7 separate regions of the Mus musculus genome follow, and all the other regions are linked to region 1. Evidence: chromatin contacts called from public ChIA-PET and HiChIP or PLAC-seq data. All regions are on one chromosome and are shown on one strand. Each heading gives the region's core, a stretch centred on a gene start, on an enhancer-like site or on the middle of the called end of the contact. The rest is flanking DNA. Distances are from core to core; before and after follow the strand shown. Region 1 holds the start of Fem1a (fem 1 homolog a). Region 2 holds the start of Tnfsf14 (tumor necrosis factor (ligand) superfamily, member 14). Region 3 holds the start of Tnfsf9 (tumor necrosis factor (ligand) superfamily, member 9). Region 4 holds the start of Dennd1c (DENN/MADD domain containing 1C). Region 5 holds the start of Khsrp (KH-type splicing regulatory protein). Region 6 holds the start of Gtf2f1 (general transcription factor IIF, polypeptide 1). Region 7 holds the start of Mllt1 (myeloid/lymphoid or mixed-lineage leukemia; translocated to, 1).

Evidence for each region. ChIA-PET counts read pairs in DNA pulled down with a chosen protein or histone mark. HiChIP or PLAC-seq counts read pairs in DNA pulled down with a chosen protein or histone mark.
Region 2: a contact with region 1 is called in an RNA polymerase II ChIA-PET map of memory CD8 T cells, with 7 read pairs. The contact joins the promoter of Tnfsf14 here to the promoter of Fem1a in region 1. A contact is called at or near these places in 1 of 39 promoter capture datasets (liver) and 2 of 115 datasets of contacts at active chromatin or transcription factors (bone marrow-derived macrophages and memory CD8 T cells).
Region 3: a contact with region 1 is called in a FOXA1 HiChIP or PLAC-seq map of pancreatic cancer cells. The contact joins the promoter of Tnfsf9 here to the promoter of Fem1a in region 1. A contact is called at or near these places in 1 of 39 promoter capture datasets (liver) and 2 of 115 datasets of contacts at active chromatin or transcription factors (memory CD8 T cells and pancreatic cancer cells).
Region 4: a contact with region 1 is called in an H3K27ac HiChIP or PLAC-seq map of microglia, with 5 times the contacts expected there. The contact joins the promoter of Dennd1c here to the promoter of Fem1a in region 1. A contact is called at or near these places in 1 of 39 promoter capture datasets (embryonic stem cells) and 1 of 115 datasets of contacts at active chromatin or transcription factors (microglia).
Region 5: an RNA polymerase II ChIA-PET map of memory CD8 T cells shows a contact between it and region 1, with 64 read pairs. The contact joins the promoter of Khsrp here to the promoter of Fem1a in region 1. A contact is called at or near these places in 1 of 39 promoter capture datasets (liver), 1 of 484 Hi-C or Micro-C datasets (uterus) and 3 of 115 datasets of contacts at active chromatin or transcription factors (bone marrow-derived macrophages, memory CD8 T cells and pancreatic cancer cells).
Region 6: a contact with region 1 is called in an RNA polymerase II ChIA-PET map of memory CD8 T cells, with 51 read pairs. The contact joins the promoter of Gtf2f1 here to the promoter of Fem1a in region 1. A contact is called at or near these places in 2 of 39 promoter capture datasets (erythroid cells and liver), 1 of 484 Hi-C or Micro-C datasets (CD8 T cells), 2 of 115 datasets of contacts at active chromatin or transcription factors (memory CD8 T cells and pancreatic cancer cells) and 1 of 9 other capture datasets (adipose tissue).
Region 7: an RNA polymerase II ChIA-PET map of memory CD8 T cells shows a contact between it and region 1, with 18 read pairs. The contact joins the promoter of Mllt1 here to the promoter of Fem1a in region 1. A contact is called at or near these places in 1 of 39 promoter capture datasets (cranial neural crest), 1 of 115 datasets of contacts at active chromatin or transcription factors (memory CD8 T cells) and 1 of 9 other capture datasets (liver).

Annotation. Positions count from the first base shown.
Region 1 is chr17:56,255,148-56,258,617 of GRCm38.p6, forward strand. Fem1a (fem 1 homolog a) reads left to right here and starts at 1,646. Exons shown (of 1, transcript NM_010192.4): 1 at 1,646-3,470. The coding sequence starts at 1,762.
Region 2 is chr17:57,192,243-57,195,712 of GRCm38.p6, forward strand. Tnfsf14 (tumor necrosis factor (ligand) superfamily, member 14) reads right to left here and starts at 1,939. Exons shown (of 4, transcript NM_019418.3): 1 at 1,615-1,939; 2 at 661-697; 3 at 317-358. The coding sequence starts at 1,827.
Region 3 is chr17:57,103,871-57,107,340 of GRCm38.p6, forward strand. It overlaps Tnfsf9 (tumor necrosis factor (ligand) superfamily, member 9), which reads left to right and starts at 1,515. Exons shown (of 3, transcript NM_009404.3): 1 at 1,515-1,990; 2 at 2,380-2,416; 3 at 3,171-3,470. The coding sequence starts at 1,562. It overlaps Gm11110 (predicted gene 11110), which reads right to left and starts at 2,072. Exons shown (of 4, transcript NR_033508.1): 1 at 2,028-2,072.
Region 4 is chr17:57,076,623-57,080,092 of GRCm38.p6, forward strand. It overlaps Dennd1c (DENN/MADD domain containing 1C), which reads right to left and starts at 1,876. Exons shown (of 24, transcript NM_153551.2): 1 at 1,768-1,876; 2 at 319-383; 3 at 196-239; 4 at 25-74. The coding sequence starts at 1,784. It overlaps Tubb4a (tubulin, beta 4A class IVA), which reads right to left. Exons shown (of 4, transcript NM_009451.4): 4 at 3,439-3,470.
Region 5 is chr17:57,029,546-57,033,015 of GRCm38.p6, forward strand. Khsrp (KH-type splicing regulatory protein) reads right to left here and starts at 1,962. Exons shown (of 18, transcript NM_010613.3): 1 at 1,603-1,962. The coding sequence starts at 1,854. It overlaps Slc25a41 (solute carrier family 25, member 41), which reads right to left. Exons shown (of 7, transcript NM_175333.3): 7 at 3,227-3,470. The coding sequence ends at 3,451.
Region 6 is chr17:57,009,401-57,012,870 of GRCm38.p6, forward strand. Gtf2f1 (general transcription factor IIF, polypeptide 1) reads right to left here and starts at 1,888. Exons shown (of 13, transcript NM_133801.2): 1 at 1,709-1,888; 2 at 1,576-1,622; 3 at 288-360. The coding sequence starts at 1,720. It also overlaps the pseudogene Gm17949.
Region 7 is chr17:56,933,771-56,937,240 of GRCm38.p6, forward strand. Mllt1 (myeloid/lymphoid or mixed-lineage leukemia; translocated to, 1) reads right to left here and starts at 1,618. Exons shown (of 12, transcript NM_022328.2): 1 at 1,493-1,618. The coding sequence starts at 1,504.

The sequences.
Region 1 (3,470 bases), core at 396-2,895:
AGAAAGACAAATCATATTGAAAACAAAGAAAAACAACTAGTGAGGTGGTTAGGCAAGCAAAGGTGCTTGCTGCCAAATCTGATGACCTGAGTTTGAGCCCCAGGACGCACACACGGTGGAAGAGGATGACTCCCAAGGGTTGTCCTCAGATCTCTGTGCCTGTGCTGCGGTGTGTGTGTGCACACACAATAATACAAATTTAAACTACATTTATTTTTCTTATTCTCTGTGTGTGTCCATGTGCTACAGAACATGTATGGATGTCAGAGGACAGCCCTTGGGAATCAGTTTTCATCTTCCATCACGAGGGTCCCGGGAATTGACATCAACCGGAGCTACATGAAATCCTACCTCAAACTGATCTTTAAAAAGACCTTGAGGAACTGGAGCAGTGGTTCAGCTGTGACTCTCAACCATAGGGATGCGCACACCACCAGTAACTCCAGCGGCAAAGATCCCGACGCCCTCTGCTGGCCTTGGCGGATGGAGGGAAAGCATGTGGCCTTTAAATTTTTTATTTATTTAATTTTATTTTATGTGCATTAGTGTAAGATCCCTTGAACTGGAATTACAGACCAGTTGGGAGCTACCATGTGGGTGCTGGGAATTGAACCAGAGTCCTTTGGATAAGTAGTCAGTGCTCTTGACCACTGAGCCATCTCTCTAGCCCCGCATGTGGCTCCTTAAAAAAAGAAGAAAGAAAGAAAAAGAAAAGCTAACGTGAAAATCGAGACTGCCTAACATTTCTGCAAATAGCTAAAGGCGAGTTGGGGTGCGCTGCCAGCTCAAGATCTTACACTCGGCGCGCGCCCCCTGCTGGTCAGCAAGCCTTTCGTAGAAGCCCTTCGCCTTCCACCTCGCTCCGGATTGGCTGGGAGTTGCCTTTGTTGCCCGCTGGGAAATGTAGTCCGCAAAGGAGGCGGAGGCCCATTCATTTCCTGCCTGCGCGACCTCGAAAACCGGAAGTACAGCACCACGCTACCCTGGGTCGTCCGCAAGGGCCGCCGAGCCTTGCCCGATACGAAGGGAGGCTTTTTATTTACATTTCGTCTCGCGGGTGCCCCACGGCGCTGTGGGAAGCGAATTCCTTTTTCCCCCACTTCATGTTTTCCTGTGGATTCTGACATGAATGACAGAATGCACATTATCACCTGGCCAAGCTGCTCAGAGCCCCTCAAAACATGGTGTATTTCCATGATGGGAACTGTAGTCTTTCAATGGTACCTCGCCCAGTATTCTTCGAGCTAAAGCTCGGACTTCTTGCCCTGTCTAGAGTCTGTGTCAGTGACAGTAACCGGAAGTATGTCATCAAATACTCAGGGTCACATACAACTTTATAGACTTGCATGGTAGGAATTGAAAACTGAGACCCTTTTGAGAGACGTCCTTTTGGGAACTGAGTGAGAACATGCTGCCGGCAATCTCCGCCTTAGAGTCAATACCAGGAAGTATGTCACCACATTTCCCAAGGATCGCACTAACCATTGGCCTTGCTTGGCGGAAATTGCCGTCCTGTCACCGGTTCCCCCCTATCCCTTTCGGGAAATGTAGTTTTTTCGCTTTTCTGATTCCAGTATCATTCGGCGGGCGATCGCTCATAGGACTCCATTTCCCAGCATGCCTGTGCACACTCTGTCCTCGCCCCTTCGCGGCGGCCATTTTATTCCTCCCGGAGACCCGCTAAGATGACAGCCCGGGAGAAGGTGAAGGTTGTCTCTGGCGACCGGCGGCCCGGCTAGATCCAGCAGCGAGGCTTCCAGCATGGATCTGCACACAGCGGTGTACAATGCGGCGCACGACGGCAAGCTGCCGCTGCTGCAGAAGCTGCTGGCCGGCCGTGGGCGTGAGGAGCTGGAGGAGCTGCTGGGTGAGGTGGCCGGCGGTGGCACGCCACTGCTAATCGCAGCGCGCCGTGGACACCTAGACGTGGTGGAGTATCTGGTGGACCACTGCGGCGCCAGCGTGGAGGCGAGCGGCTCCGTGCACTTCGATGGCGAGACCATCGAGGGCGCGCCGCCGCTCTGGGCAGCGTCGGCCGCGGGTCACCTGGCCGTGGTGCGTAGCCTTCTGCGCCGAGGCGCCTCGGTCAACCGCACCACGCGCACCAACTCCACGCCGCTGCGCGCCGCCTGCTTCGACGGCCACCTGGACGTGGTACGCTACCTGGTGGGCGAGCACAAGGCGGACCTGGAGGTGGCCAATCGCCACGGCCACACGTGCCTTATGATCTCCTGCTACAAGGGCCACCGCGAGATCGCGCGCTACCTGCTGGAGCGCGGCGCACAGGTGAACCGGCGCAGCGCCAAGGGCAACACCGCCCTGCACGACTGTGCAGAATCTGGCAGCCTGGAGATCCTACAGCTGCTGCTGGGCTGCCACGCGCGCATGGAGCGCGACGGCTATGGCATGACCCCGCTGCTGGCCGCCAGCGTCACCGGGCACACCAACATCGTGGAGTACCTCATCCAGGAACAGCCGGGCCACGAGCAGCTCTCAGGGACAGAGCTTCCCGGGGAAGGCTCCTCCCAGGTGGCAGGAAACCACTGCTCCACCCCAGAAGAAGCAGAACCGTATGAGAGCTGCTGCCCTACCAGCCGGGAAGCAGCTGTGGAAGCTTTGGAGCTGCTGGGTGCCACCTACGTGGATAAGAAAAGGGATCTGCTTGGAGCCCTGAAGCACTGGAGAAGGGCGATGGAACTCCGTCACCAGGGTGGAGGCTACCTCCCTAAGCCGGAGCCCCAGCAACTGGTTCTGGCCTATGACTATTCCAGGGAGGTGACTACACCCCAAGAGTTGGAAGCCCTCATTACAGATCCTGATGAAATGCGGATGCAGGCGCTGCTGATACGGGAGAGAATCTTGGGCCCCTCACATCCTGACACTTCATACTACATACGGTACCGGGGTGCTGTCTATGCGGACTCCGGGAATTTCGAGCGCTGTATCCGTCTGTGGAAGTATGCCTTGGACATGCAACAAAACAACTTGGAGCCCCTGAGCCCCATGACCGCCAGCAGCTTCCTGTCGTTTGCAGAGCTCTTCTCCTACGTGCTGCAGGACCGCTCGGCCAAGGGCAACCTGGGCATGCAGCTTGGCTTTGCCGACCTCATGGGTGTGCTCAGCAAAGGGGTTCGGGAAGTGGAGCGGGCTCTGCAGTTGCCCAAGGAACCGGGTGACTCCGCACAGTTCACCAAAGCCATTGCCATCATCCTCCACCTTCTGTACCTATTGGAGAAGGTGGAGTGCACCCCCAGCCAGGAACACCTCAAGCACCAGACAGTCTACCGCCTGCTCAAGTGTGCCCCTCGCGGTAAAAACGGCTTCACCCCACTACACATGGCGGTGGACAAGGAGACCACCAACGTGGGCCGGTATCGTGTGGGCGTCTTCCCATCGCTGCAGGTGGTCAAGGTGCTGTTGGACTGCGGAGCAGACCCTGACAGCAGGGATTTCGACAACAACACCCCACT
Region 2 (3,470 bases), core at 689-3,188, 940 kb after region 1:
GTAAACACTGAGAAAAAAAAAAGTGACCGGCAAGATGGCGCAGAGAGTAAAGGTACTTAGAGCCAAGCCTGATGGCTGAGATCAGTACACGGAGGCCAAAAGGTGGAAGGAAAGAATCGTTCCCCTGAGAGTTTTCTGACCTCTACACTATGGCATGCACATGTGCAATAATAAATGAATAAAAAGAAGTAAATGTCAAAAAAAATTTAAAGACACACTAAATGAATGCATAAACGAGTGCTCTAACTTATAAAGATCTGAGTCTCCCAGGACATGCTAAACCCCATTCCGTGTGAAGATCTGGGGTCCCTCTCACCTGTAAGATGTGCTGCTGGGTTGGCCTGGTGAGATCGTTGATCTGAGGAAGAGAGTCAAAGGTTAGAGACAAAAAGAGGATTGTGTGTGTGTGTGTGTGTGTGTATGTGTGTGTGTGCACGCATGTCTCAGTGTGTGTGTACCCGAAGTTTCTCACACATCAATTGAGGCTACCTGTGTCAGGCTCTGTCCCTTTTGGACCCAGATTTCTGCTTCTCTGGCCCTGGGGGAGGGGCACCTGCGAGGCCTACAATGTGACACTGGGTGATGACCCAGAGTTGGTGTGGGGAGGTGCTGAGCGGAAACCATTCCACCTGCTTCAAAGGGACTGGGGCCCAAACTCACCTTGTATCAGCTTCTCCCAGGAGCCTTTGCCTCCATCCTGAAATGCAGACAGGGATGTTTGGTAAGGACATGCCGCTCCGAGTCTCACTGGTATGTGGTGATGAGACTGTCTGGCCATGGCCACAGACACCACCCATGGACATGTATGCAGAGCCACACATGCACATATCACATACATACACACAGATGCAGGGGGAGGGGCACACACCTAATTAGATCTGTTGTATTTCCAAGATAGGCTCTCATGTAGCCCAGTCTGGCCTCAGACTTGCTAAATAGCCTAGGATGACCTTGAACTCCCTCAGTCTTCTGCCTCCCCTGCCCAAGTGCTGGGATGAGGAATTAACTAGTCAAGTCGAGTGTCTGAAATGCTTGAGACTAGAATTGTTTCGGAACTGTTTTCGAGGTTTTTGGATAGTTGAGGGCCGGTGAGAGGGCTCAGGCGGTAAAAGTGCTTGCTGCCAAGCCTGGCTACCTGAGTTCAGTCCCTAGGACCCTCCACAAAGGAAGGCACAGAGAAGTGATTCCATAGAGGTGTTCCACATACATGCTGCGGCACATGCATACTTTTTCATGTCTACACACTAAATAAGTAAATGTAATTAAAAAAAAAAACTTAAAAAGAAAATATAGGCAAAGACTCGGGAGCATACTGTGACACACCCATGGCTTGTCTGAAAGGAACAGTGAGCAAGCACATGAGAGAGCTGCGAGTGAAGCAGGGTGACCATGAAGCCAGTGGTGGACAAAGGTTTGGGCTGGAAACAACAACCGAGTAGGTGAATCCCAAGGAAACTGCCGGGCACTGCACGTGTATCAGATCCTCATGTAAAGATGAGAAGACTGAGGGTCAGAGAGACAGGCTAACCGAAGCCCTGGGTTCTAGCACACAATACACAACCATAAAGGGACAGGTACTGGAGAAGACTCGCTGGTTCCCCAAGCCCCACTTACTGGCAGATGAGCTACTATGTCTCCAAGACGTTGATGCAGTCTCAGGAGAAACCAGCCCTGAGTGGCCAGCCCAGCACCTAGCAGCAGCACCAGGGCCAGGCTGACCTGGACAGTGCCACAGCGCCGTCTCCGGTGGTTCTGTTCCAGCCGCCTGAATGGGATGTCCGTCTGTCCATCCACCACAAACACTGAAGGCTGTACCACACTCTCCATGCCAGAGCAGCTGAGGCTCCGAAGCCCAGGGAAAGGGTTGGCAAGCCTGAGTTCCTCCTCTCCGGAGGAAACCACAATTGCCCAACACGCTCGGGCTGTGCAAACTGCAAAAGGTTCCTGTCACCCCTAGGACTCACTTTAAAGCTGAAGTCTGGTGCCTCCCCTTTCCTCACGTACCTCCTCTTCTTCCTGTGCCCCCAGAAGGCCCAGCCCCCGGTCGATCACTCTCACTGAGGCCACCATAGCTCACACTTTCCAGAAAATGTGACTCAGGTGGGATGGATGGGGCAGCCCCTGCTCCGATGTACTTGGTGGCTTTTGTTTCCCTCAGAGGAGCTTCTGTGGGTTCCATGCAAGCATCTTGCACCGCACCTGCATTTGCACGCGCTGACAAGCAGAGGCCTCTGTGTTTGCTTTAGTCTGTGCATATGGGTGCAGGTGCTTGTACAGATGCACGGTTCGTGGATGTGTGCACACAGGTGTAGATGTTCTGATATGTGTCTGCAAGTGCTGGAACAAGCACACAGGCATTTCCTGATGTGTGTGCAGGTCCATATATGGACACACACACACACACACACTACAGTGTCTATCATCTATTAGCACATGCACACATGAACCTCAGATGTGTTCATATGTGTGTCCACTGGAGACGGTGCTGGGGTAGATTTTCAGATACCACCTTGTCCCCAAATCTTCAGCTTGGACCTTACCCCCATCAGACACCCTCCCAGATACTGAGGACTTGGGGGTTCAGTTAGAAGACTCACCAGCGCCCCTTCTCAATGTCAATGGCCCCCATGCTGTAGTGTTTGTCTTGACACAGGGCTGGCAATGCTGTGACCACAGAACCCCAGTGCTCTGCCACGCTGCTGATTCATGGCTTCTCTAACCAGGGTTCCAGGGGAAGTACTGCTGAGACTCCTGTCCCCCTGCAGGACCCACCCATCCACCTGCCTCAGCAACAGAGCCCTTCAGAGGAAGCCCAGGTCTGTGAGGTGCTGAAGGGATGTGTGCTGTTGACATGAGCTTGTCAACAACTCCAGAGCCTCAGACCCAGAGGGAAACATAGCCTTCTCTTCTGGTCCACGCATGGATGTGCATGTCGCCAGTGTGTGTAGAATGTGTTCACCATCCTCCCCCTTGAGTGCTGACGCATGAACATAGCTCCCTTCCAGGGACAGTTCTTATGGAGACTAACTCAACCTGCCTTCCCCATCCCATTGTGCATATAAACCCTGCCTCCTTGCTTAACTGTATGTAATAAGTTGCCTTTTTCAGTGGTAGGCAATAACCCCACTTCTCCACTCGACTCTATATAATAACGTGCTAAGAGAACTCGTGTGCAGAAGGCCCAGATCACATGACCCCAGGATTCCTGGATGTCTGTGTTTGTCGTTTCTTCATCTCTTTGCTGTTGCCCAACTCAGGTCCATTCCTGGAACTGTGCAAATTACTCAGCAGCCCGGAGTATCTGATACTCCATAGAGGATCTGCCTGGAAGCGTTCTCTAGTCTCTCATGGTCTGTGCTGGCCAGTGTCAATTTGACACAAGCTACATTCATTTTGGAAGAGGAAACTTCAATGGAGAAAACACCCCCAACAGATTGGCTTGTGGGAGGCCGTGCTCACTGTAGACTGGG
Region 3 (3,470 bases), core at 265-2,764, 850 kb after region 1:
CCAGGGGAAGTTGATGTGGAATAAAACAGAAGGAAGGGGTGGCTGGTGTCTCCAGAGGGGGCTCCGTGCACGTCTCCCAGGCTGGGAGCTCAGTAGGTTCCATGCCCAGTATGGAAAAAAAGCAGGTGGGGCCTGGGCTGGGTCTCTGTTGTAAGAATCTTGGCCCAGTAAGCTCGAGGCTTTGCGCTCCTTCCCCAACACAGAAGAAGCTGGATTTGAGGGTGTATGCCTGTCTGTGTCTGTATCCCAATATACTGGGGAGGGTCAGAAGTTCAGAGTCATCCTAGGCTGTCTAGTGAGTTGGAGGGCTGCAAGGCGAAGACCAGACCCTATGTAGAAACAAACAACTCCCCATTTTATAGCTTGTTGTTTCCTGCTGAGATAAATGGTCTGGTTATATCAGTACTTTTTTTTTTTTTAATTATGTTTACTGATGGTATGCATGTCGTGGTCAAAGGGCACTTTCAGGACAAATTTCTGGGTGTCAGTTCTTTCTTCCCACCATGTAGGTCCTGAGGACTGAACTCAGGCCACCAGGCTTGTGATTATACTATTACTGGCTGAGCCATCTCAGCAGATCTAACCAGATCAGAACATTGAGGAGTCTGTCTCCAAGGTTTGCCCAGAGCCAGTCATCTCTCAGTTCCTCTTTTGGGGGGTCTTCTCTGCGCCCCCCCCTTTTGCCTCTACCTCAGGCAAGAACAGTGAAAGAATGGGAAATTGGAAATGTGTCCGCTGCCTGGGGGAATTTCTCTATCTGGACTCTCCAGCCTTCTGTTTCTGGAGTCCTAAGAGACTACTAACAGGAAGCCCCAAGAAAGTGGGTGGGGACACACCAGGAAAGGCCCAGGGTAGAGATGGGGTCCTGGGGAGGAAGAGGCTGAGTGAGTGGGTGCCTAGCAGGTCTCTTTGATTCCGCTGGGGATGGGTGGGCAGTTTTGGATGTCCCTAGAGTCCTCGACAAAACAACAACAACAAAAAACAAAACAAAACAAAACAAAACAACAACAAAACCCCCTGCATTTAGGGCGTCCCAGGGATGGGGAGCTAGGGGTTGGAAGAAAAAGGGAGCAGGAGAGATCAGGAGAGAGACAGAAGTTTGAGAGACAGAAAAACAGGAATGAAAATCAGCAGCGGAGAAATAACCTACCAGTGGGGAACACAGAAAAAGAAGGGAGACAGAGCTGTGGATTCAGGAGAGGCCAGGGAGGGAATGGATTCCGATATCACATGGTTCCCATCATATAAAAAGCTCTTTAATGTGTCAGTGTTAAACCAAATCAAACACACACACACACACACACACACACACACACACACACACACACACAAAAAGGGAAGAAGGACGGGCGGGCACAGGGCCTGGACAGGGAAGGGGAAAGGGGCGAGAAGGGGGAGGGGAAGGGGGGAGGAGGAGAGAAAGTTCCGGGAGTCGAGGGGCGGAGCGCGGAGCCCGGGAACCCCGCGGCTGCCCTCCCTCCCTTCCCTCCCCGGAAAAGGCGCCTCGGTAGCCTATAAAGCACGGGCACTGGCGGGAGACGTGCACTGACCGACCGTGGTAATGGACCAGCACACACTTGATGTGGAGGATACCGCGGATGCCAGACATCCAGCAGGTACTTCGTGCCCCTCGGATGCGGCGCTCCTCAGAGATACCGGGCTCCTCGCGGACGCTGCGCTCCTCTCAGATACTGTGCGCCCCACAAATGCCGCGCTCCCCACGGATGCTGCCTACCCTGCGGTTAATGTTCGGGATCGCGAGGCCGCGTGGCCGCCTGCACTGAACTTCTGTTCCCGCCACCCAAAGCTCTATGGCCTAGTCGCTTTGGTTTTGCTGCTTCTGATCGCCGCCTGTGTTCCTATCTTCACCCGCACCGAGCCTCGGCCAGCGCTCACAATCACCACCTCGCCCAACCTGGGTACCCGAGAGAATAATGCAGACCAGGTCACCCCTGTTTCCCACATTGGCTGCCCCAACACTACACAACAGGTGAGGCTCATCTCATCCCTAGGGGACTCTTTCTTACCTTCTGGAAGCATCGCTGCACCGACAGGGAGAGAACAGCACTTCCTCCCCACCCCCGCCCCGCCCCGCCCCGCCCCGCCTCGCTCTGCTCCTGCTACTCCGCTTGAAGCACCCCCTCTCCATCTCGCACTCAGAGGAAATCCCTTTGCGTCTTGACCCCTTGAATGAACCTATGAAACCTGGGGGAGAACTCCCGAGGGTGCACCGCAGTTCCCTTCAGTCCCACTTAGGCCTTCAGGGCTCTCCTTCTCCATCCAAAGTTGGACGCCCCAATGTGTGCTGGGCCGTATGAGTTCCTATCTGCTTCTTTAGGATGTAAGGTACCATCTACCTTTATTTTTCTTTCTTCCCAGGGCTCTCCTGTGTTCGCCAAGCTACTGGCTAAAAACCGTGAGTGCCCCCTGATTTATTTCCAGCGGGTCCCGCAGGGAGGTTGAACAAGGGGACCTGTTCAACCTTCTAGTCATGTCCCTCTCCCTCACTTACTCAGCCTTTCTCACTTGCTGTCACAGCTCCAACTGTCATCCTTGGGACCCCATCCAGGTTTTCAGAGAATTGAGAATTCTCACCCCCAGCTGACTCTGGGAGATCTCCTTTTCTCTTTTCCTTCCTCTATCCCTCCCATGTAGCCCAGGCTTCCTCCAAATTCATTATGTAGCTGAGGCTGGCCGCCCTGCTGCCAACACCTCCAATGGGCTGGGATAAATGAATGCCTTTGGGCTTCAGGCACCCTATTGAGCCCGAGCCCTAGTCTCTCCCTGTCAAGTCTTAGTTGTCAAATTATTTGCCCTCAGAGATGACTCTCTTCCTGCACTCTCCATATCCCACCTCTCTCCCAGTTTTGTTCATCCCTCTCTTACTCCTCTGATTTCTCTCTCTTCTTTTCTCCTCTCCCCCTTCCCCTCTTGTGGCCCCTTTACTCAGCTCCTTCCAGGAGTCCATGTGCATCTCCGCTCTTAACACTCTAGACCCTCGCCCCTTTGCCTCGTTCTTATTCCACAACCACTTTCTTAAATTGTATCCCTTCTGGGTGGCCCCTCCCTCCTTTTCTTCTGTTTTGTCTCCTCTCTTTCCTCCCCATTCCCATGGTTTCCCCCCTCCCCCACACCCCGCAACCCTCAGCAACTCAGTGTTCTTTTTCTAGAAGCATCGTTGTGCAATACAACTCTGAACTGGCACAGCCAAGATGGAGCTGGGAGCTCATACCTATCTCAAGGTCTGAGGTACGAAGAAGACAAAAAGGAGTTGGTGGTAGACAGTCCCGGGCTCTACTACGTATTTTTGGAACTGAAGCTCAGTCCAACATTCACAAACACAGGCCACAAGGTGCAGGGCTGGGTCTCTCTTGTTTTGCAAGCAAAGCCTCAGGTAGATGACTTTGACAACTTGGCCCTGACAGTGGAACTGTTCCCTTGCTCCATGGAGAACAAGTTAGTGGACCGTT
Region 4 (3,470 bases), core at 626-3,125, 820 kb after region 1:
CCCACCTCTCTGCCCCCTCCATACCTTTCTATGTCGAAGGGGAAACAGAACCTGGGCACCATCTGCATGGCTTCCTAGAGAGGGAGGAAGCATCAGTACACCAGTCCTCTTGGCCTTGCCCCTCAGTTCAGGGTTCAAGGCCCATGGCCCCCTCCCTCTGCTGGACCAGCCCTGGGATGCCTTCGGAATACCTACCTGCTCCTGGAAGTCTGGAGGGAACTGCCGCAGGATGGGGGGATCTGTAGGGAGGGCCAGCTGCTGAGCTTGCGGCCTCACACCCTCCCTCCCATCTCTCCAGCCCCAGGTCTCCTAACTTACCCTCTTCCAGGGAGTTGGGGCAGCCAGCTTCAAAGAACCAGTCAAACATGGCAGGGGGATGCCTTCTGTGGACCGTGAGGGGGCTTTAGCTTGTGTGTGTTCTGAGTCTGTATCTGTGTGCTTCTGTTTTCCTGTTCCCTGTCTCGTGTGTAACTAGGTGTGTTGGTGTGGGCCCCCTGAGGGGTGGAGCCAGGTGTGAATGCTGCTGAAGTACGGGGTCAGAGAAGAGAAGGAAAAAGAGAGAAAGCCATGGTGGCTGTACCCTTAACCCCCAGGCAAAGGCAGGTAGATCTCTGTGAGTTCAAGGCTTGCTTGATCTACATAGGAGTTCCAGGCTAGTCAGAACTACATACTGAGACCCTGTTTCTAAAGAGAGGGCTAGAGACAGAGAGGAGAGAGAAGGCAGGGGGAGACAGACAGACCAAGAGAGAGAGAGAGAGAGAGAGAGAGACAGAGAGAGACAGAGAGAGACAGAGAGAGACAGAGAGAGACAGAGACAGAGACACAGAGAGACACAGAGACACAGAGAGACACAGAGACACAGAGAGACACAGAGAGACACAGACACAGAGAGACACAGAAACAGAGAGACAGAGAGTTAGGGAGGGAGGAAGAGAGAGAAACAGAGACAGAGACAGAGACAGAGAAAAGGTAGCAAGAGGAGTCAGAGATAAAGGCATGCCTGTGACAGTGTGTCTGCCTGTAACAAGCACTTGGATAAAAAGAACATACTTATGATTCTTTCTGGTGCCTGTCTCTTGAATCTGTGGGGTAGAACGGCAGAGTCTCAGGTGTGTATCATGTGAGTCCTATCTCTTCTTTCCCTGTGCCTTTGAGCATATTTATGGCTTGTCCTTGTGTCTCTGGGAGATTTTTGTGCGGCCCACACTCAGCAGAGAAAGAAGAGCAAGGTGTCTTGGCACTGAACTGCAAGCCCCACAGCCTGCTCTTCCCTGCTGTCTACTGCATCTAGCAGAAGATGCTGAGGCCTTAGCTTTCAGAAACCAAGGGAAGTGTCTGTCTTGCTGATACCATATCCCATCTGGTTACACACACCACCCTGACATGAGCACCTGAAGCATCTCATTGTTGTACGGACACAGACACCCATGAGTCCCCCACTAAGGTTGACAGACAGTTTCCCACCATACCCTTCACACCTTACCACTGACTATCCCCTCCTGGAAATCACCTTCCTAAAAACCCCACCCTTACTGGAGCGTCATACTCCTAAAGTCCCTGGTTTCATTACACAGATCTAGAGCCAGGAAAATTGAAGAGAATGGCCTGATCAGGTCCCTAGAAGCCCCTCTGGTCAGTGGGTAGCTGTGCTTCCTGGGCCCTCCCCTGCTGTAGCCCCAGTTTTTTTGTTTTTTGCCCTCCCCCAACCCCACCCCGGCTCAGGTCTGGCAATCTCGCTGCACAGGATGGAGGGAAGACAGCTCTTACGTCTCTGTGGATCCCATGGTCTCTGCAGGGCTGGCCCAGCTGGGCCCTTTCCCCTAGTGCTTCTGGGGCTGGGGGAGCCTGTGTTTGCTTGGGGCTGGGCCCCTGATCTGCTCAGTTTCCTGTGTGGCTGAGAGAGGAAGTTTAACAGGGTGACGTCCCAGCCAAAGGAGGCCCCCGCCCCCACCCTCTGTGAGGAACTCAGGCGTCCTGGCTTCACAGCCTAGGTGGGGACAGGGTCTATGGGAAACAGGGCCAGGTTGGGAAGTCTAGCTTCACCCTTATGGTCCCCATGGCCACACCCAGGCCCTTTCTTTCTGAGTCCCCTGGGTATTGAAAGCCTGTGAAGATCACCCCCATCATTTCCCTGTGTTGCTTCTTGGTTTCATTTACAAGGGGCAGCTGCACTGAAGAGCAAAAGAGGCTGACAGAGGTTGATCGCTGGAGTCACACAGGAATCCTGATGGAAATGCAGGAGAGGCTCAGAACCCAGGTAAGGTGAGCACATGGGCACACACAGACACTCCCCCACACGCACACTGAGAGAGGTCACAGAATTGACTGAAGACAGGCAGACAGGCCCGGGTATTACCAAATTTAGGGTTCCATCTGTACCCCAAGAAGTTAGCTTCAGGGATTGGAGACATAGTTCCATAGTTAAGTGCATGTACTGCTATTGTACAGTGTGGTGGCTTGAATATGCTTGGCCCAGAGAATGGCACTATTAGGAGGTGTGGTCTTATTGGAGTAGGTGTGGCCTTGTTGAACTCCTGGAGCTGTGTCACTGAGGGTGTGGGCTTTGAGACCTTTCTCCTAGCTGCCTGAAAAAAGACAGTCTTCTCCTGACTGTCTTCGGATCAAGATGTAGAACTCTTGGCTCCTTCTCCTGAACCATGTCTGCCTGGATGCTGCCATGCTCCCACCTTGATGATAATGGACTGAACCTCTGATCCTGTAAGCCAGCCCTAATTAAATGTTGTCCTTTATAAGAGTTGCCTTGGCCATGGTGTTTCTTCTCAGCAATGGAGACCCTAATTAAGACACACAGGATGTAAGTGAAACACCACATGGGTGGTTCACAACTTCAGCTCCAGTGGATCTGAAGCCTCTGGCTTCTAGATACCCATTCACACAATTAGAAATAAAATCAATATTATACTGAAAAAAATTAAAAAAAAAAAAGAAGTCTTAAGCGTGGCTACCCATCCTTGAGAAGCCAATCAGCTACACCTTTAATCCTAGCTCTCAGGAGGCAGAGGCAGGCAGAGCTCTGTGAGTTTAGGGCCAGCTTGGGCTACACGGTGAGTCCCAGGACAACCTGGAACTCTCTACATAGGGAGATCCTGTCTCAAAAACACCAAAACCCAAACCAAACAAAATGCAGAAGATGCATTCAGTGATTCAGTGTGGCCACACTGGAAAGGGGGGGGGGACGGGATGGGGGAGATCCAGTGACCTTCAGGTCCATCTTTCCAAAGTACAGACTGTGGCCCCAGTATGCATGTTCCTGGTGTGCAAGTGGCTTATCTTACACTACAGAGTTGCTCTGGTCTAGCCTGGTCTGTTTGGCTCTGCAATCCCTGTACCCCACCACTCCAGGAGCTGATCTTCAGTGGCTGGTGGGCCCCTCCACTCCCTAGCTGCACTCAGAGAAGAAACTAAATCAAACAGAAACCACACCAAAGCAATGACTCATTTATTGATGG
Region 5 (3,470 bases), core at 712-3,211, 770 kb after region 1:
CCCTTTGGGGCACACACTGAGTTTCAAGTACACAGAGAACATATATACATCACCCCTAAGTCATCAAACACACTCCAAATCCTGAACTCAGGATCTGGCCTATGCTATTATAAAAAACAAAAAAAAAAATTGTGCTTACCCTTGACAGGGAGTGTCATCTCAACTGACAGCACTTACCCACGGGAAGCTGCCTCGTAAGACAATTTGGGGGATGACCAGAAAAAAGGCACGCTAAAGCCCATCCCACCTCGGAGGAAGGCAGAGGTGATAATGAAGAGGGCAGTAACTCAATGGGTCCTCCCACCTAGGGAGGAGCCAGTCCTTAGGCCGGAGGCCTTGGGACAACCCCAGGATAGCAGCATCTGTGGTAAGCCTGGCCTGTCCAACTCTCAGAATGTACCCGAGTGGGGTTGTGAGCAAGGCTGAGCCAGGTCACACCAGCACATAACACTCTTAAATGCGGTCATCAAAACAAGGCATGTTCCCAAAGACAGACAATACTTTTGAATTCAAACAGTAAAAAGCAGGATCCCGTGTCCACCTTCCCCACCTCATCCCAAAGCCCAGGCTCTCTAACAAAGGGTCGGTCCTCTCTTCATCAGAAAGAACTCTCCCAACCCCTTACCAAATCCCTTCCTAGGGAAGGTACAGAAATGGGCCAGGGGACCTGTTTTGACTTGAAAATAGGAGTAATGGTGTGTAAAGCAAGATCCTCTAAAAGGGAGTTGAATTTCTGGGCGGGTGCAAATGTGTGCTAAGATGGGTCCCCCCCACTTTCTAAGTATACGGCCAAGCTCAGTCCCTGTGCAAACCTAGGACTCCGTCTTGGGAACTAATATATTCTGAACCCTCAGGTCTCTGAATAGCGGTCTCCTACCATCCTGCGATGCAACTTTACAAACCCTGAGAAGCCCTTGGGGACCCTAAGACTCCAAGGGTTCAAAGAGGGGTCTCACAGCATCTCTGACCCCATCCTTCATGAACTCAGGAATTGCTCTTACAGATCTGCCTCAGTTTCTAGAACCCCATGGGTCCTAAGGGGGTGCCTAAGTGAAAACCCAGGAGTGATTCTTGGGGACATCCTCATAACATTCAAGCTCAGGCCTTTGGAAAACTAGGAGACCTCTCCAAATCACAAACAGTCTTGGACTTTAGAGTGGTCCTCAGAATGCAAACCCTATATCTTGAATGGAAATAACGGGTGCAAGCTCGGGGGGTGGCTCTTGGGGACACTGTCCCAGACTGCAACCTTTATGGGTCCTAGAGGAATCCTCTAGTACACCCAGGAAAAAAATCGTGGGAACTCCAAAGCTGCAACCCTCCTAATAGAGAAGACCTGGTGCAAGTACAGGGGTGGGTCTCAGGGACCCCAAAGGCTGCAAGCCCTGGTACCCAAGAGAAACCGTCCAGTGCAAAGTCTAGTTTTCGGAGATCCCCCCTTCAACGCACCCTTAACTACACGCACGCAGAGGGTCACCCTCACACCGTGACGGCCCCAGACTCCCCGCCCCGAGCCCGCCGCCCACGTGACCCTCCCGCGACCCCGCGCGCGCCGCTGCCCCCTCCCCCGCGCGCGCGCACGCGCCCTCGCGGCCCCCTCACCTGGCGGGCCCGCTGCACGGCGTCGGCGAAGGCGTCCTTGCGGATCCCAGGGCCGCCGCCACCGGGAGGCTGTGAGGGGCCCCCGGACGCGCCTCCTCCACCCGGGCCGCCGCCGCCAGGGCCTCCGCCGCCCCGGTCTCCCGCGCCCGGCGGGCCCGGCGGAGGGCCTCCTCCCGCACCCGCGGCTCCCCCTCCGCCGCCAGCGGGAGGCGGCGGGCCGGGCGGGGGACCTCCGGTGTTGTAGTCCGACATGGCGCGGCGGGGACGGGCTTGGTGCGGAGGCTTCAAGCTGAGGAGGCGGAGGCGGCGGCGGCTCAACGCGGGAACAAGGCCTCGCTCCACACGGCCGCGGAGCACGATGGGAAGCCAGCGGCTGGGAAGGCGACGGGGAGGGGGGGTCGCGGAGGGGGAAGAGGGGCACCTCCTCCCGCCACCGGCTTGACGGACGCCGAGGAACAGCCAGTAGTATACGGCTACCACTCTACGCCCGCCAATCGTGGGCCGTAAATCCGGGCGACCAGTCAGAGCTTCGGAAGATGCAGGGGGCGGGAGGCGCGGTGTGACTGACGAAGATAGGACTCAATAAGCCCAGGGCTGCTGGCGCTGGGCGGGCAATTGGAAGTCACGCGAGAAGTCAGGAGGCCCAATGAAGCGCGAGTTCCACCTTCTCGGGGCGGCTCTAGGATGAGAGTGACGGCTCTGATCAGTCACGTGGCCTTGAGGGCGGAGCCTATGAAAATTCTCTGGGATGAGCTGGGCGGGCGCTCGGCAAGATAGTCGTCAACACCAGCTAATGAATACACTTAGGAGGCGGTGCTTGCTAAGATTGGCAGTCATTTGATCCAGTCCCCGAAGCATTTTGGAGGATGCGCTTGGATTTGGACGTGACTTTTCTCAGAATCCTTGTCCTCTGACTTCTGAGCCAATGGCTGAGCGACAAGGGCAAGCGTTCAATGATTGACCCCTCTGTGGACAAATAGCAGTAACAGAAGTAATAGTGCCCGCTTGCTGAGAGCCAGTGAAAGCGCATCTGCATTGGGGTGGAACCCGCTACCAGGCGGCAGGAGCGGATTAGTGGGAGCAGAAGTGAGTGGCAGAGGACGTGGGAGGTAGTGCTCAGCAGCCGGAACTATGGGCAGGACCTTAAGTCAGCGCCCCAGTAGCCTGGCTTGGGGAGGCCTTGCCCGTGGCCTGCCCGAAGCCTTGGGGGGTGGGGGGAGTGGTGGCCCGAAATTGGGTGAAGATTTTCCCTCAAAGGACCTTCACTTCCAAGACTCATGACACCAACTCCTCAAACTTCAAGCCTATTCCCAACCTCGACCCAGGCCCCCCACAGGGGTCCAAGTCTCCTGCTCCCAACCCTGGACTAAGAAGGAACCCCAAGTTCCCACAGGAGTCCAAACTTCCAGTTGCCACCCTGGGCCCAGAAGTCCCAGGTCCATTTACCGGAGTTCAAGACCCCTAGAGCTCCTAGCCTGGACCCCAAAATCTCAGGTCCTCCTGATCCCCAAGTCGTCAGGGTGGGGGTTGAACTTAGGATCTCATAAATGCTAGGCAAGCACCCTAGACGATACACCCCATCTCCCAGCTCCCACCCAGAACCAGCTAATCTCAGACACAGACGTCCAAAACTATCTTTATTCATTGTCTGCATCTTCTCTTGAACAAGCCTGCAAAAACCCGGCTGGAATCCCAACTCAGAATCCCAATTGGAGGACTCCCAGCGCTTTTCTAATCCGAGTCCTGGGTGGTTTTTGCAAACCAAAATGGCCTTAAAGCCTGAGCCTTGGAGTGCTTTTTGAGACTCAGGGACACTGGGTCTTCCATTCTCTTCTTGTTCAGGGCAGGTCATCTGCTCAGGACTTGTA
Region 6 (3,470 bases), core at 638-3,137, 750 kb after region 1:
GGATCCAGCTTGGCCTCATATATGCTAGATTCGTGCTCTACTGACTGAACCACATCCTCTGACATGCTTTGCTTTGCTTTGCACTTCTTTTCTTTGGAGCTAGGATTTATGTAGCACAAGCTGGTCTAAAACACTCAGTCTTTCTGCCTCAGCCACCAAATGGCTGGAATCACAAATCTGCTGGAGCCACAGGTGTGGGCACCATCGTTTCAGTAAAGTTATTACTATACATAGTCACCAGCCCAGGGTTAGGTCCCTGCCCCAGCCACCCAGAATCACCCACTTACCTGGTTCCAGGTAGCAAAGTTGACTTTATCGGCTGCATTAAAAGCCATTATGTTGTATCTTTTGGCTGTGTTCCTGGAATGGGCAAGAAACTATTCAATCTATTGATTATTCATTCAACAAATCTATGCTTTACACCCTTGGTTGTAGGTAATTCTGGGAACTCATAAAAGACTCCAGAGCAATGGTTCTAAAGCTCTGACCCTCTAATACATCTCCTCATGCTGCGGTGACCCAATCATAAAATTATTTTTGTTTAGTTCACAACTGTAAGCTATAAATGGTCATGTAAATATCTGTGTTTTCCGATGGTCTTAGGCAACCTGCAAGTTGAGAACCACGCTCTAGTTTTTCAGGGGTTTTGTTTTGTTTTGTTTTAAAGAATCAAGATCCATCTCATCCAACCCAACCCCATCAGATAAAGATCCACAGACACTAGGCTCTCTTACAGCATCACATACAGAAAGAGTGAGAGCGAGAGCAAGAGCGAGAGTGAGAGAGGAGAGACAAGAGAGAACATTCATACACATAGATAATAAATTAAATCTTCAAGAAACAAAGGGACCACCAGGCAGAGTTGGCACATGCCTTTAATCCCAGCACTTGGGAGGCAGAGGCAGGTGGATTTCTGAGTTCGAGGCCAGCCTGGTCTACAAGGTGAGTTCCAGGACAGCCAGGGCTACACAGAGAAACCCTGTCTCGAAAAACCAAAAGAGAAAAAAAGAAAAAAGGAACCAAAAGTGCGGAGGACCCCTATGTAGAAAGAAGGGCAGGCAGGCAAGGGTCTTAATGGATCTGAGTGGGTTCAAAGCCAGCCTGATCAAACCATCTGAACTACACAGTAAGACTCTTGTCTTCAAAATAAACAAAACTTAAGAGGGGGCTGGGTGTGGCTCGGTGGTGGAGTACTTGCCTAGCATGTACCCACCTAAAATAAAGTTAGAAGTTGAGGGACATGGCACTTGGCACAAAAAAACAGGATGTATACCACCTGTGACCAGTTTGGGGTTTTCTTTTATTTTGGGACAGGACCCGACTATGTAGCCCTGGCTGTCCTGGAACTCACTATACAGACCTGGCTGGCTGCGAACTCACAGAAATTCTCTTACATCTGCTTCCCAAGTGCTGAGATTAAAGGCAGTCACCATGTCTGACCTGACCCGTCTGACTCAGGGCAAAGTCACCGACCCCTGACATTAACTACCAAGGGGTAACTGTTACTGTGTCTTGGACGGGGTGGCAGGGGAACACAGGGCCGAGGTTCTGGAGTGTGGGTGGACGGGGACTTACTTGGGGACTCGGACGACGTACTCGGTGACATTCTGGCTGCTGGAGCCCTGCAAGAGAGCAGGGGTCTGTAAGGCGAGGAGAGGGCGCGGGGTCTGTTCTGCGACACCTCTGTCCCCACCTCATTCATACTCACTAGAGCCGCCATGGCCGTTGCTCAAGCTGCTCCCGGTCGGCCTGACGGGATGAACTTCGTTGTGTCCCTCGGCTCCAGGAAAGGGAAGGCACCTTTCCTGGTTGTCACGTTAGTGTGATGCTGTGCTTTGGATTTCCAAATCCTTAAGTCTCGGAGAATGCTGGAAGACGAGAAAAAGAGACCTAACTCTCTGCGCATGCGTTAGAGCCTGACCCGGAAGTTGAGCTGCCACACCGAGAAGAGCGCAGCCGCTGTAACTACTCTAGATCACCAGCTTCGGAGAGAAAGCCACCTTTTGGCGGCGTTCTCTGTTTATATACCACGGAAAAGTCACGTGTAGACACGCCCGTCGTGACGTCACGACGCAGGCACCGCGGAGCATCCTGGGTAGGGTGGAAATGGAGTCTCCTGGTAGACGCGAACTCGATCCTCTTGCGCAAGCGTAAATGTGTCCAAGAAGCGGGAACGGAGGCCGAGTTGCCATGGCAACCGAGGCCCACTCTGTGGGGTGGCTTCTTCGGCTCTTCTGGGGCGGGTCTGAGGTTCAGTTTTCTGTGTCCTGGGATATGGGGATCCCGAGGATCTTGCAAAATGAGTCCCTTGTGACGTAGAGCGGAGCCGGGGACTCGGTGCAGGGTGGAGACAGGGCCCCAGCGTACCCCGGCATTGCGGGCGGGATGGGTCTGTGCGAGTCCACGCTGCCCCAGCTGGGCAGAGCTTTGAGGCCCCAGGAGAAGGGTAACGACGTGGGGTGGTTGGTTTACATGGGCCAACGAAAGGGGGAGATGGGCAAGTATCCCCACTACCTGGGGGTGTACACCAACCCCTGCACGGAAGGAACGCATCTGCGCATGCTCCCACCTCACTGTTGGTTGATGCCTTTGGCATATAACTTGAGTAGAGGAGCCAGTGTCGGAAATGGAAAGTACTATTCTCTGGGGACAAATCAGAGAAAGGGAGCCTACGGGATGCAAAGGAGTTGGTTAAGCAGAGGGGCAAGGGAGGCACAGGCATTGAACTTGAGAGGAATGAGATAGGCTGATTCCATGACTGTCTTTGCATAAACAACTGACTCCACAGATGTGTCTAGTAGGGGAGGCATTCATTTCTCCGCCTTCAGGGAGTGCGCCTTAAGTTACAGAGGCTGGCTAGGAAGACCAAAGTGAACTGAAAGGGACAAAGAACGAGGGCTGACTGCGGAGGAGAGGAAAGGGCAGAGAGGTCTTATCCCAACTCAGAGGTTGTGTGACTAGAGGCACAAGCAGGCAGCATAGAAAGGACCGCATGGTGGGCGGAGCAGGGTGCTACTGGGTGAGTTTGAGGGCCCTCTTCTTTATCTGTAAAATGGGGTGATGGAGTCACTAAGGCACTTCATGGAGGTCTGTGCAAATGGCTCAGGAAAATCCCCACAGGGGGATGCTTCAACGTGAGTCCAGGATTTCTTATAGACTTGCACTAGTACCATCTTTCTTCCCTGAACACCATAGATATCCTGAGGTATCCCCTGATCATCTTCGTGGTGGGGGGGCCCGGCTGCGGGAAAGGGACCCAGTGCAGAAACATGGCTCTGAAATACGGCTTCTACCATGTGGAGCTGGGCCAGCTGCTGCGGGAGGAGGCTCAGAGAAGCACCCAGAGGGGACGGCAGATCCGGGACATCATGCAGAAGGGACTCCTGGTACCCACGGTGAGAGTTCACAGGAGTTCATGGGGTCACTCATGGCTGGACGGAGTCCCCAGGAAGCCAGGGTCTGCTGGCCCA
Region 7 (3,470 bases), core at 368-2,867, 680 kb after region 1:
GTATCTGAAACTAACAGCCACATGGCCAAACTAGACAAAGCCGCCTCCATGGTGCCAGCAGCTAGGGATGACCCAACCTGCCCTTACCAACAGCAGAGGAAGCCATCAGCTGCCACCCCCACAGCCCCACACCTTCCCAGGACTGGTACCCCTGGAAGTTCCGTCTTTGGAAGGGAAGGGGGAGGATGTGACCCTGGGTGAGGGGAATCTAAAGAAGATGGGGAGGAGCTCACATGGTACAGAGCTGGGTGACATGAGGGGAAGAGGTAGAGGAGGCAGGCTACCCAAGAGGCTGGGAAAAGTGAACTGAAGTGAGTGTCTTAGATGGAGAGAGGGTGTGGCTGGGCAGAGAGCATTCAAAACAGACCTGAAGCTAGCACCTGGTTGGGGGGGGGGTATTCCCTGGAGTTTGGGGAGATTTGGGGTCATGGGCCCAGGAAGAAGGAATCTTCCAAAAAAAGATTGAGGCTCAGGCCCTATTTGGGGTGGTGTAGCATCTAAGAGGATATGTAGGGGGGGCATCCTAAAGTTACTAGCCCTGTCTGTGGGGACTCTGTGTAGACTCTCCACAGAGTCTGATTCATGCTAGGGACCACAGGGGCTGGAAGACCCACTTAAGTTCTGAGACATGTTTCCAAAGATTCTGGGCCATACAAGGATGCCAGGAGCTGTGGGGTGTACTGGAGTTCTGAAGGGAGTCTGGCTAGATTTGGATTCATAAGGGACGTGAGTTCCCGGCTAGACTGGGTGGCTTTGTAATCCCAATGGGTTCCATTCTCTACTGGGATTCTAAATGATTTCCCAGGGGATGTGGGGCCAGGACGGGATCCCCATGGTGCTGTGAGTGGCTATAGGATTCCAAAAGTCTTCCTGGAGAGCTGTGGACCAGGCGGGAGATCCCCAGGGTGCTAAGGTAGTACCAAGGCTCTAAGGGGAATCCCAAAGGGTTCCAGGCTGTGATGATGCCCAGGGCGCTAAATCCCTGGGATCCTGATAAACACTTCAGGAGTCTGTGTGTAAACTGGATTCCTAAGGGGCGCCTCCGGGGACTCTGGAATGAGATGGAGTTCCTAAGGTGTTGAAGCCCTGAGCTCCTGTATGATGCCCAGGGGGTACTCCGGGATTCTAAGGGGTGTCTCACGGGGCTCTGAGCCAGGCTGAGTCCCTCAAGATGCCGCGGCGGTGTGGATACACTACGCTGGCAGAGAATTCCCCAGTGTGGAGTGGGTGGCACTGGGGTGCTGAGTTAGATCCCAAAGGGTTCTGCACCAGACCTGGGGTCGCGATGGGGGAGGGGTACGTGGGTCACAGTGGAGGAGGGGCATCCCGAGATGGCGATGGGGGAAGGACGCCCCGGGGTCGCAGTGGCTGGAGAAGGGCCCATCCGGGTGGGCGCGCGCAAACTCGGTGCCCACGGGGCGGTGTGCGCGCAGGGCCGGCCACAACGCCGCGCAGGGCAGCGGGAGGCCAGTCCCGGGCGGAGGCTTCTTACCTGATTGTCCATGACTGGCGCCCGCCCCGCCCCCGGGCCCGCGTCGCTCTCGCTGCCGCCGCTCAGCAACGCCCCGCCGCTCTCATTGTCTGTCGGGGGCCGCACCGCCGCCGCCGCCGTTCCGGGCCGCCCGCCCGCCCGCCAGCCGCGCTGAACCGGAAACCGCCGCCAGCCCGGGCGGCTCAGCGACCGCGGGCCCCCAGCCGCCGACTCGGGCCCGGCCTCGCCGATGGACAAGCCTCCGAGCCTGTCAGAAGGCCAGAGACCCGCGCGTGGGGCGGGACTTCCGGGCTGGTGGGGGCCCGCCGGGCGACAGTCAGAACGACGAAGCCGTCAGCCAATAGAAAGCCGGCGCCGCAGGGGGGCGGGCGGAGGGAGTGAAGGAGGCGCGAGGCGAGCTCTGCTGAGCGGCGCGAGGTGTGCGCCGCACGTGGAGGGGTTGGGCCAGGCCGTGGCGCGGTGCCTGCGCACTGCGCCCCGGGAGCGGCTCTAGAGGGGACGTCCCTAAAAAGGCCCTAAGAGTTTAAGTTCGAGCCCTGCGGAGGGAGGGAGCGCTGGCGATGTTCGGTGCTCCTGCGTGACAGCGCCGGTGGTTAGTTTACCGGTCTGGATCCTGTAAAGCCAGCGGGTTCAGCCCACTTCTCCTTGCAAAGGCTAGGGTTGTGCATCTGTAAAAAACCAGCCTGTGACTTCAGTGACCTCTTCTGGCCTTCTCAAGCACTGCACACAGGTGCTAGCGCTCGCACACAGACACGCACCATTTAAAATGTAAGCTTTTAAAAAACAAAAACAAACAAAAAAACTTGTCGGAGGTGGTTCTTCTTTCTGTGGTTGTTACAGTGCACATCTGAAACGGAGCCATTCTAAATGATCAGCGGTCTCATTCATTCAACGCAGGGAAAGGAACGGTAGTCAGTAGTCAACCGTAGACTGTGGATACTGACAACTGGGGATTGAACTCAGGGCTCCCGCCATTGAACTACACCCACAGCTCTGTTTTCACTTTTTTACTTGAAGGCCAAGGCTGGGGCATAATTGGTAGAGCACTCTGCTAGAACGATGAAGCCCTGGGTTCTAGCCTCAAGACTCTATAAGCCAAGTGCAGAGATACATGTCTATCATCCTAGAACTTGGATATAAAAGGCAATACAAATTTTTGCTAACCTGAATAAAAGACACACACACAATCCAGGTATTTTATTTACAAACCGTAAGTCTAGGTTGTGCAGCTATTCTAGTTTGGAACTAGTTTGGAGCTATTCTAACTTACATCCCTGCCCATGTGTCCCTTGTGACGTGCTGTTTTTCCTGGCCACATGCTTATGGTCCATCTCCTCTCGTGGCGGCCTCCTCCAGTTTCCCTGTCTTTCTTAGTCTCCTTTCTCTACCTGCAACCTCCAGCCAGGTAACTGAAAACCTGCCTACCTCTATCTATTGCCCAGTCACAGGCTTTAGCCTTTTATTGACTAATTGACTTGGGAGGCTAGGTTACATACGTAGCATCACTTGGGGTATGTGAGGATCTCCTCCTTGGGGGCAACTAGACCTTGGGATACAGAATTTAGCACCTAAATACAAGCAGTACCAGACCAAGCCCCTACACTTGGAGGTGGAGGCAGTAAGACTGTGACCTCAAGATAGTGGTGAGAAAGCCCTCCCTTGTTCATGGAGTAAAGGTGCTATGCCACCAGTGGTTTAACTAGCCCTAACGATGACTGAGGCTCACTCATCGTTCAGAAAGACTAGATCAGGTAAACGGATGTAACTGAGGAGAGGCCCCCGACGGTCTGGTTCTGAAGAGAGCTGGCAGGGAACGGTTTCTGCATAATGTCTTGTAGAGATAAGCCAAGGACCTGGATCTTGTCCTCCAGAACCCAAATTAAAGTGGAGAGAATGGACTCTTTATGTGCTATGACTGGCACTCCCACACCCTAAACAAAAATTAAAAAACAAAGACAAAAACAACTTCAAGATTGAA